Regions from separate parts of the Mus musculus genome. Here all the other regions are linked to region 3. Evidence: chromatin contacts called from public Hi-C and promoter capture Hi-C data. All regions are on one chromosome and are shown on one strand. Each heading gives the region's core, a stretch centred on a gene start, on an enhancer-like site or on the middle of the called end of the contact. The rest is flanking DNA. Distances are from core to core; before and after follow the strand shown.

Evidence for each region. Promoter capture Hi-C pulls out the DNA fragments that hold promoters and counts their contacts. Hi-C and Micro-C count contacts between places; a contact is called where the count stands out from the background.
Region 1: a contact with region 3 is called in a Hi-C map of the G1E-ER4 cell line, with 3 times the contacts expected there. The contact joins the enhancer-like site here to the promoter of Ammecr1 in region 3. A contact is called at or near these places in 6 of 39 promoter capture datasets (the 3T3-L1 cell line, 3T3-L1-derived adipocytes, the C10 cell line and 2 more), 2 of 484 Hi-C or Micro-C datasets (the G1E-ER4 cell line and cumulus cells) and 2 of 115 datasets of contacts at active chromatin or transcription factors (large pre-B cells and pro-B cells).
Region 2: a promoter capture Hi-C map of the 3T3-L1 cell line shows a contact between it and region 3, with 6 times the contacts expected there. The contact joins the enhancer-like site here to the promoter of Ammecr1 in region 3. A contact is called at or near these places in 6 of 39 promoter capture datasets (the 3T3-L1 cell line, 3T3-L1-derived adipocytes, cranial neural crest and 2 more), 2 of 484 Hi-C or Micro-C datasets (the HPC-7 cell line and cortical neurons) and 2 of 115 datasets of contacts at active chromatin or transcription factors (astrocytes and embryonic limb bud).

What each region holds. Positions count from the first base shown.
Region 1 is chrX:142,560,138-142,563,128 of GRCm38.p6, reverse strand. No RefSeq gene overlaps it. Among named protein-coding and RNA genes, the nearest start is that of Gm25915, 76 kb to the right of the region's middle. Within about 2 kb of position 1,453, at least 1 of the 459 cell types and tissues checked has an H3K27ac peak or open chromatin away from gene starts, as enhancers often do. A contact at or near this core is called in the G1E-ER4 cell line, where this site is marked.
Region 2 is chrX:143,443,055-143,445,987 of GRCm38.p6, reverse strand. No RefSeq gene overlaps it. Among named protein-coding and RNA genes, the nearest start is that of Gm23325, 31 kb to the right of the region's middle. Within about 2 kb of position 1,282, at least 7 of the 459 cell types and tissues checked have an H3K27ac peak or open chromatin away from gene starts, as enhancers often do.
Region 3 is chrX:142,965,123-142,967,996 of GRCm38.p6, reverse strand. Ammecr1 (Alport syndrome, mental retardation, midface hypoplasia and elliptocytosis chromosomal region gene 1) reads left to right here and starts at 1,271. Exons shown (of 6, transcript NM_019496.4): 1 at 1,271-1,789. The coding sequence starts at 1,284.

The DNA of each region.
Region 1 (2,991 bases), core at 204-2,703, 410 kb after region 3:
GGAAGACACCTGATAAAGCCTTATGTTTTTCTCTTTGTGTACAGCAGAAGACCTCAGTACCCCAGGAAAGTAACTTTGAGGAGCTCTGGGTATCTTAGCCTAGGAATCAGTTGGACCAGCTTGCCGCTTTAGATGGGAGAGCAGTAACATGGCTTGCATTACCCTAGCTTTACTATTAGCCCCACGCCATATGTGAGGTAGAGAGCACATGCACTTCGAGTTCCTGCTGTCTTCAATGTCCCTCCTCTAGCACATAGACTTAGTTCATCTAAAGACATATGTGGGGTGGTGGACACAACAAAGTTATAGGGACCCAGGACTGTCCACAAGAAGGATGTGGACCAGGATTGAGATCCCACTACACCTAGATTCCATCTCCACTATCCCCAGTCCTTTTCTCTGCTTTCCTTATGGAAAAAAACGGTGAATGTCTCCAGGAGGTCTCCACATATGGAGGTTGCAGATATTGGAGCTGCAGAACGGAATCCACCAATCGTGACGGCACTATGTTCACCAACCTTAACACTCATTTTCAGCTCTCCATCAACGATCCATGCATGGGATGATTGTTGGCAGACCAGAGTCATGGGAAAACTTTACCCCAGTGGCTATGCCAAATACCCAAATACCCAGTAGCTGACCTGCACATCTCCCGTGAGCTTGTTCCTGCCCCCAAATCAGTCTTTACTCTTGCTAACATTATCCAACAGGAAAATCACTCTCAAAAGGAGCTGTGAGCTACCCTCTCCTGGCTACAGTACATCCAATATGCAACTGACCTCCTTTCCTTAACAACCCACTCCAACTCCTTCCAATGCTTTTTCTGTTCTTCTCTCTCCTGACCATTATTAGCAGCTGTTCCCATTAACATTTCCCTTCATGACCTCCATGGAAACCTACCCATGAGGAAAGCACAGGAAATTCCTCTCTTTGACTTACCTTGCCTTGTAGGACCCTCCTCAAAACCCCATCTTACCTGTGTCTGTGATATCACTATCACCAAATCCATATGTGTTAACCCTCCTGCCTTCCTCTGGTGCCTGTATTAACACCCCCCTTTTAAGGCTCCTGAACCCCCATGATAATTGTCCCCCAGGTTTATCTCTACAAACCTGAGGAACTCCCCTTGCAGATGGGAGAGATCTTCATCCCTCTGCTCATTGGACTAGGTCTTGCTGTCTCGCTGGGTGCGACAGGAACTGCTAGAGCAGCCCTTGTCCAAACACAACATCTGGCAAACGAGGTGGGGTTTGAACAGACAGGACTGCACCAAACGAATACTGCAGGAAGGTGAACCCCCAACACCTCTAGAAACAAACCGTCTTTTCCTACTGTGTTTTCAGTCAGCGCAATCATGTGGATTTAGACAAACTAAAGGGGCAACTGAAGCCTTCTGGCTAGAGCCATTCTCTGGTGTTGGCTGAAGGTCCCTCTGGCCTCTTTCAAAATCCCGACAGCCTGAAACAGGCATTGGCAAAGACTCTCTATCTAACTTCTCCTTAAAACAAAAAGAAAACCTGGTAATGCGGCAGCCACTTAAAAGTCACGGGGCAGCTGCCAGTTCCTAAATCTGCAGGAAGGCTTAGAGTTTTGGACCTCTGTGGAATCCCCGGAAGCCAAATAGGCCAAAGGAGCCTTTCCATTGGACAAGCGCTTCTCCTCTTTTCTATAATGGGCAACTCACCGTCACATAAAACATCACCTCAGGTCAGGGAAATACGTGCCCTACTAAAACATCGAGGAATAAAGATAGCTCCAAAACAAGCCTCCTTGTTTTGGGAGGAAGTCCTTCAGATAACGCCATGCATGGCCAATGAGAATATTTATAGCCCAGACTCATGGATCCAAGTAGCATCTCTCACCAAAAACAAAGATATCTGAGAAAGAAAAATACCCTCCCGTGATTTCTTGCCAATCTTAGCTGCATTCGGCAATGCATAGGGCCATCTAAAATAGGGCAGACTGTTAGCAACACAGTTCCTCAGCCCCCTCAGTCAGATGAACCCAAAGATCAAGGTCCAAAAAAAACCCATTCTATTTCAGATCTCACAGCCCTTCCCCAACTAATAAGGGAAATGAAATCCATCTATCTACCCTTGCCTCCTTATGCCTTGGAGGAAACACTACATAAACCGTCTGCTCCTCCTACCCCCCCCCCCTCAATCAAGGGCAAGACTCCATTAAAAAAACAAAGGAGCTCCCACCTGCCTCTCCCCTTACTTCACCTCCCTCCATCCAACCAGAGAGAGGTATCTCCCTTCCCCCTTCTCTAAGCCATAAAAGCTAAATACCTTCAAAACTCACAGATGAAGTCCCACCTAACTCCATAGTCCCTTACCCCCATCATCTACCACCACCCCCCATGCTACTCAGGAGTCTGATACAAAACTAAAAACCCAAACTGCTCAGGCATACCCAGTTAATATTAACCCCAGTCAAAACAGAGCACTTAATTGGTACCTACTCCAAGCCTCAGACTAAAAAAGAACTCAGGCAGGCAGTAAAAGAAGATGGCATCCATGCACCCTGGACAAAAATCTCTCCTACAGAGCCATATTGCCAACTTAAATACTCCCCAAGATTGGAGAGATATTTGTTGTTCTGCCCTTCCCGGACCAAAGGTTTTGGAATGGGAAGCCTTATTTTGAGATGAATGCCTTCAACAAGTCAGGCAAAACCAGGGCAGGGGCGACACCCCATGGGGTTTTAATGAACTCTTTGGCCAGGCAGACTTTTCTACTGGAGCATAGCAGGCAACTCAGCTAGCAGGGTCTATGAGCAGGTTCACCTCTGTGCAACCCAAGCTTGGGATAGGCTCACTCCACCCTCAGGGTCACAAGACCCTGCCTCCTCCCTGCTGTCTCTCCAACAAAAGCCTGGAGTACCTCTACCTGATTTTATTCTTGGAACCAAAATGAGCCTAGAAAGAAAAATTCCCAACCCCACAGCCAGAGACCTCCTTCTTATAGGTATGACTTCTGAAGCCAGACT
Region 2 (2,933 bases), core at 33-2,532, 480 kb before region 3:
ACACCTGACAGCCCCTCACTCTGTGAGCTGGCAATGACTCCTAACCCTTCTCCATTTGTCAATATTTAAACTCCATATTCCCCACCACTGCCTCGCTCTCTCCCAATGCTGGTACCCCTGTAAGCCTTACCAGACTCAAGTACAATGAAACCCACAGGTTTTGAGGCTCCTCTCTGCTTACTCCCCATCTTGTGTTCTTCGCTTTTAGGCAAAAATGGATGTGACTTTTCACTCTCAAATGTTATGTTTTGATCCCCCCAAATTGATGATTCATGCTGCATACTGTTCCCCGTGTGGTTTATGCCCTGTATTGTCATTGAGTTTTGTTGTTATATTTCAGGGAGGTGAAGGGGAGCAGAGAAGTGCTTGTGAAAACTGTAATCATTTACTTACATGGTTTTTGCTGATTGAAGGAATGTCTGTATATATTTTAATCCTCACACGCTCAGAATGGAATGGTATGATTTTCAAGATTATCTTTACAGATGAGGAAGCAAAGAGAGGGTAAGAAGCTTACTCAAAATTCCATAGTTAGTGAGGGATAGAACAGAAATCAGAACTCCATCAGAACTCAAATCCATTTGGTTCCAAATGCACTTCATGGTTGGCTGGAGACAACGTGTTAGATTCATCTTTCATAATCCTTGTGACATTAGAAGAACCTCAGCATAATTATAAGGTAAAATGTCCCAAAGAAAATCTCTCAGGATTCCAACAAAACATATAAATAATTCCAGGATGACTAAAAATTGTCAGGGATACAATCAAGTATGTTGATTTAACACCACACAGCTAGTCCATGAATTGAGTCAAACTTTATGATGCCTTATTTTTTTAATGGATTCTTGTGTCCAAGTGTATTGTATGATGGCTGAAAGCAGACATGTGTAGACCATACTTACCATTGGAAAAAATAGGGCACATTGCCTGACAGTGAATGTGACAACAGGGTCAAGTAGGCCATCTGGACTTCTCTTAAAAAACATTTCATTGCCAACCAGCAACTAGGTACAGTAATAGGGTACAGTGACTAACAAATGACAAACATTTTATTGTTCTCATTTAACAGGATCTATCAAGTGGAAATGCACATCACACACTTGCCTTCTTTAGAGAAATTGACCATTCATGGTTCAATGTCAAAATGGAGCTTCGTTCTCCGGCACTTCTGAACTCTACCACAAGATGGCAGTGTTCTCCAAGTTTCTAATAGCTTCGGAAGGCTACTATTGTTAGATGCCATTTTCTTTTCAGGAGTCATGGGTTACATTAACCATCTCTTCTACCAGTAAAAGAATGTCCAGATGTTTTCCATGTTGTTCAAGGGTGTATTTGTTAATATCTTGGTATTTTAACAGTAACCTTGAACTTGCTCAAGCATATCTGAGTCTCCCCAGTTTAGCTCAAACACTGTGCATACATATCCTGTTGTAAACCGTGAGCTAGGTCCAACACATACAGAGATAAAGTTGCACAGATGTGAGTTTTAAGAAAACAACATCTTTTTTGAGATACTTACCTATAAACAAAGAGCTATATGACCATATCATAGGCACTGTGATCACCAGGTAGAGTACCCATCTCCATACAGGGATGTGAGGACATCCTTCAAGAGACTACGAATTAAAATCTGCATCTTAAAGATGAGTATATCTTAACTGAGGTATAAAACATGCTTGTAAGACAGGTAGAAAAGGAACAGATTGGAGAGAAATGGTCTCCAGAGTGTAGGATATGCTGGGGACCTAGGTAGCAGGTGTTGAGTACAATAGTAAAAAACAGTATCCAGTGCAGGGGCAGGGAGAGTTCAAGACAAGGATTCAATTGCAACACTGAAACCAGTAAGGAAGACTCGAAACCATGCTCTCCTCACAAGTATTTGAGATAAGAATGTCCCTTAACTTGGGTTAAAGAGTGACTCCTGCATTCCTCACCACCATAAAGGACAGTTCTTAGGAACATTGGCAAGGATTTATTGAATCTCTCAGAAGTACAGAGCACTGTGCTAAGATCCCTTTAATACCAGCAAGGGGTCTATGCAGTCAGTACTCTGACTGATGCCATTAACACCTTCAATTTTCAAATGAGGAAATCGAAGTTCGGAAAGTTTAAAGGACTTGTTCACAATTGCTAGGAGTTAGGATTTGGACAGAGCAGAGGAGCGAGGAAGGGGTTAATGGGTAAAGCCAATAGGTAAGAATTGGCATTAAGCTTTCTGAACCTCAATATACATATATGTATACATATACATACACACACACACACACACACACATATGCATGCTATGTGCTAGGCTGTCTTGCTGAGTGTTTATTACCTCACTTAGTCTGTACAGCAATGCTGTGCAAAAGAAATAATTTTCACTCCTATTTTGCAGAATAGTACACTGAGAAACTGAGTAATTTCAGTTTTACCCAAGAACACAAGTCTTATAAGTGTTTGTGCTGGATTTACAAACAAGAATGAGGGCACTTGGGACAGAAGAGATGAATAGCAAGTAGGCGGGACAGGAAGCAGCATGAAGAATGAGAATCACAGCAAGTGGGTATTGCTGGGTGCGGAGACGGGGCTGGCTGGGAGGTTAGGATTGTGAGGCTGGGGAAATGCACAAGAGCTACATTGTGACGGACTTGAGGTACCCTCTGGTCAGTTGAAGCACAGTGGGATTTTTAAACAGGGCTGGCCTAATCTTCTCAGCATGATAATTGCCTGCCTTTCTCTTTTAAAGATTTCATTAGTATCTCCGATATGTGTATGTGTGTGCACACTCATACCTGTACATGCTGATATCTGTACATATCCCCAGAGGCCAGACAAAATGTTAACCTAGAAGCTTCCCTTTGGGGAGGGGAGTTCCAGTGGCACAAGGGACAGAGAGGGTAGTGGGAGAGTGAATAGACTCAAATACATTATATACGTGTATGAAAATATGA
Region 3 (2,874 bases), core at 22-2,521:
GACTCCTGACTTTGGGGGGGGGGGTATTTTGACACCATGTAGACACAATGGAGATCAGTTATTTTCTACTTGGTTTATTTTTAAATGAATTTTTACAGCTGGCTATTGTCATTTTACAGCCCCTTCTTAAGTGCCCAAAACAGGACTGACTCAATCATACACCTCCCCATTCATTCAAAGAGTTTTGAGACAATTTCTTAAAACTGAGAATTAAGAATTGTCTCATTATACATCTGAACAAAATCTTCTAACTTGCAACTAAAGTGACACTACCTGACTTATATATTTATCTCCAAGGTCTGGACATTGCACTTATATTTCGAATCTCTTTGTTTTCGAATCTCTTTGTTTTCGAGTTCCAAACCCGAAAAGCCCATGGCTGTAAGTCTGAAAACACAAGGAACATCTTTGATTCTGTGGGGTGTTTGTGAGGCACGTATTTATATATGTATTCTTGCTTTTTAATGGTCTCTCTGGACTACGAGGAGAAGATGGAGGGATATACAAGATATACACATTGAATTGGACTTTAATATTTGTCAATTAGAAAGATTAAAGTTTTGCATTTTTTTAGCAAAATCTCAGAAAAACTGTGGTGTCTGGCTAGGTTAGCGTTAAAGACACTGTCGTGTGGCCATTTCCCGGATGGCTTTTACAGTGGCTGTCTCAGGTGTGGAGCTCCAAGGAGCACCTGCTTGCTCACACTCTTAACAGTTCAGAACCAGTGTATTTGAGGCCGGGTGGCTCAGGTTCCACCTAACTGGGCTCGAGTGTCACTAACACTACATGCAATGGGGTATCACCAAGGTGCGCTTTGGAACTTGGATGCTTATTTCAGACTTTCTCCTTTCTTTCCCCCTTTCACTAGTTTCTGTCCCCCTGCTTCTTCTTGGAGCTCGCCCATCTCCTCTTCTTCCTCCCACTCCTCCAAGTCTTGTTCTCTCTCTCTCTCTTTTTTCTTTTTTTTTTTTTTTTTTGCCTTTCCCTTCGCTTTTCCGCCTTCCATCCTCCGCCAGGAACCCGGCTCCCAGGAGGCGCGAGTCGGGCGGGACCCACCGTAGGCGCCAAGCCACCAAAGCTCGTGGCGCGCGCCGCAGGCGGGGGCGCGAGCACGCCCGAGAGCCTTGGCGGGGCTGGGCAGCCCGGGCCGCCGAGCCGCGTGTGCGCGCAGACCGCGAGCCCCCGGCGCGCCCCCGGCGGCCGGGGCCGCAGCGTGCTCGCCCCCGCCGCCAGCTCGCCTCACTTATGGGTCGGAAGCGCTGCGTGGGGGAGACTGTTCCAAGATGGCGGCGGGTTGCTGTGGGGTGAAGAAGCAGAAACTGTCCAGTTCGCCCCCCTCCGGCTCGGGTGGTGGTGGTGGCGCCTCCTCCTCCTCTCACTGCAGCGGGGAGAGCCAGTGCCGAGCCGGGGAGCTGGGACTAGGAGGCGCCGGGACGCGGCTCAACGGACTGGGCGGGCTGAGCGGCGGCGGCGGCAGCGGCGGCGGCGGTGGCTGTCCCCTCTCTCCCCCTCAGGGCTGCGGCGGCGGCGGCGGCGGCGGCGGCGGCGGCGGCAGCGGCAGCGGCGGCGGGGGCATCTCGCTGTCTCCACCTCTGAGCTGCGGAGTGGGAACCCTACTTTCTACTCCGGCCGCCGCCACCGCCTCCTCGCCGTCCTCCTCGTCCTCATCCCCCGGCTCCCGGAAGATGGTGGTGTCAGCGGAGATGTGCTGCTTCTGCTTCGATGTGCTCTACTGTCACCTGTACGGATACCAGCAGCCCCGGACCCCCCGCTTCACCAACGAGCCCTAGTGAGTACCGCGCTCCCCGTCGCCCTCTTCCCCCGGGCTCGGGATGGGGCTCAGAGTTGAGGCAAAGTGTAAGTCCTCCGCCTCCTGTTCGCGGGTGCCCCTCTGTCCCTCCTGCCTCTAGGGTCCCCAGAGTCGCCCGACCCGTGGGGGGCCCTCGGCGCTCCTCTGCTCCACGAGGAGAGCACCCTACCCTCGGAGCAGGGGGCTGCTTTGCCAGCCATGGCCCCCCTGGCTTCCAGACTGCTCCCGCTTCCTCTTTGCGCTAACTTCCAGGAGTTTTGCCCCTTCCCTTCGATCCTTTCTACCCCTCACCCTCCACCCCACCAGCGTCTGGGGCGATCTGGATCACTGTCGGTACCGACCTCTCCTCACTTTACTCGCCATTGCCCCACGTGAAAGCCCCGCCAGTATTCCCGCCCCGCGTACCTTGCACATGGAGAGCTACTATCCCATTGCAGGGTGAAAAATAGCAGTGATCTAACTTCTATTCTGCTAGTGATGGAACTTAGCTCTCGATCTCCAGGGAGGTTGCCCATCTTTTCCTCCGGGTTTCCCTGTTCCTCGGGGAGGGGAGAGGTTTCTTAAAACACCTTTTGCCTTACTACCTATTTTTATCTGAACGTACCCATTAAAATGCATTTCTAGTGAAGCTAGCGCACCACCTCACAGTTGAGAGTGAGACCTTTTTTTTTTTTCCCTCTTCCTTCTTCATTCCAGTGTCTTGGTATAGCACATTCAAAGAATGTTGTCCCCAAAGAGGCACTGTCAATATGTACCAAGCGTGCGTTCGCTTTTGTGTAGATTTCACATTTAAGCAACCTATGTTAAACTCAATGATTCGAGGAATAGTTAACCCAGTACATGTGTAGGCATTTTTACGATTTCCTTTGGCTTTTGTAACTTTACATTATTTTATCCTTCAAGTATATGGTTGAAATTGTTTAAAATAGCACTGTTACAGGCTAAAAGCCAGGTTACTTCTAATCTCTGTCCATTTGGATGTGTGGGAGATGGGGCATATGGTTTTTCTTTTAAAATGTGTAAACTGAGTGTAAACTGACTTTCTGAGTTAAATGCTAGACAGA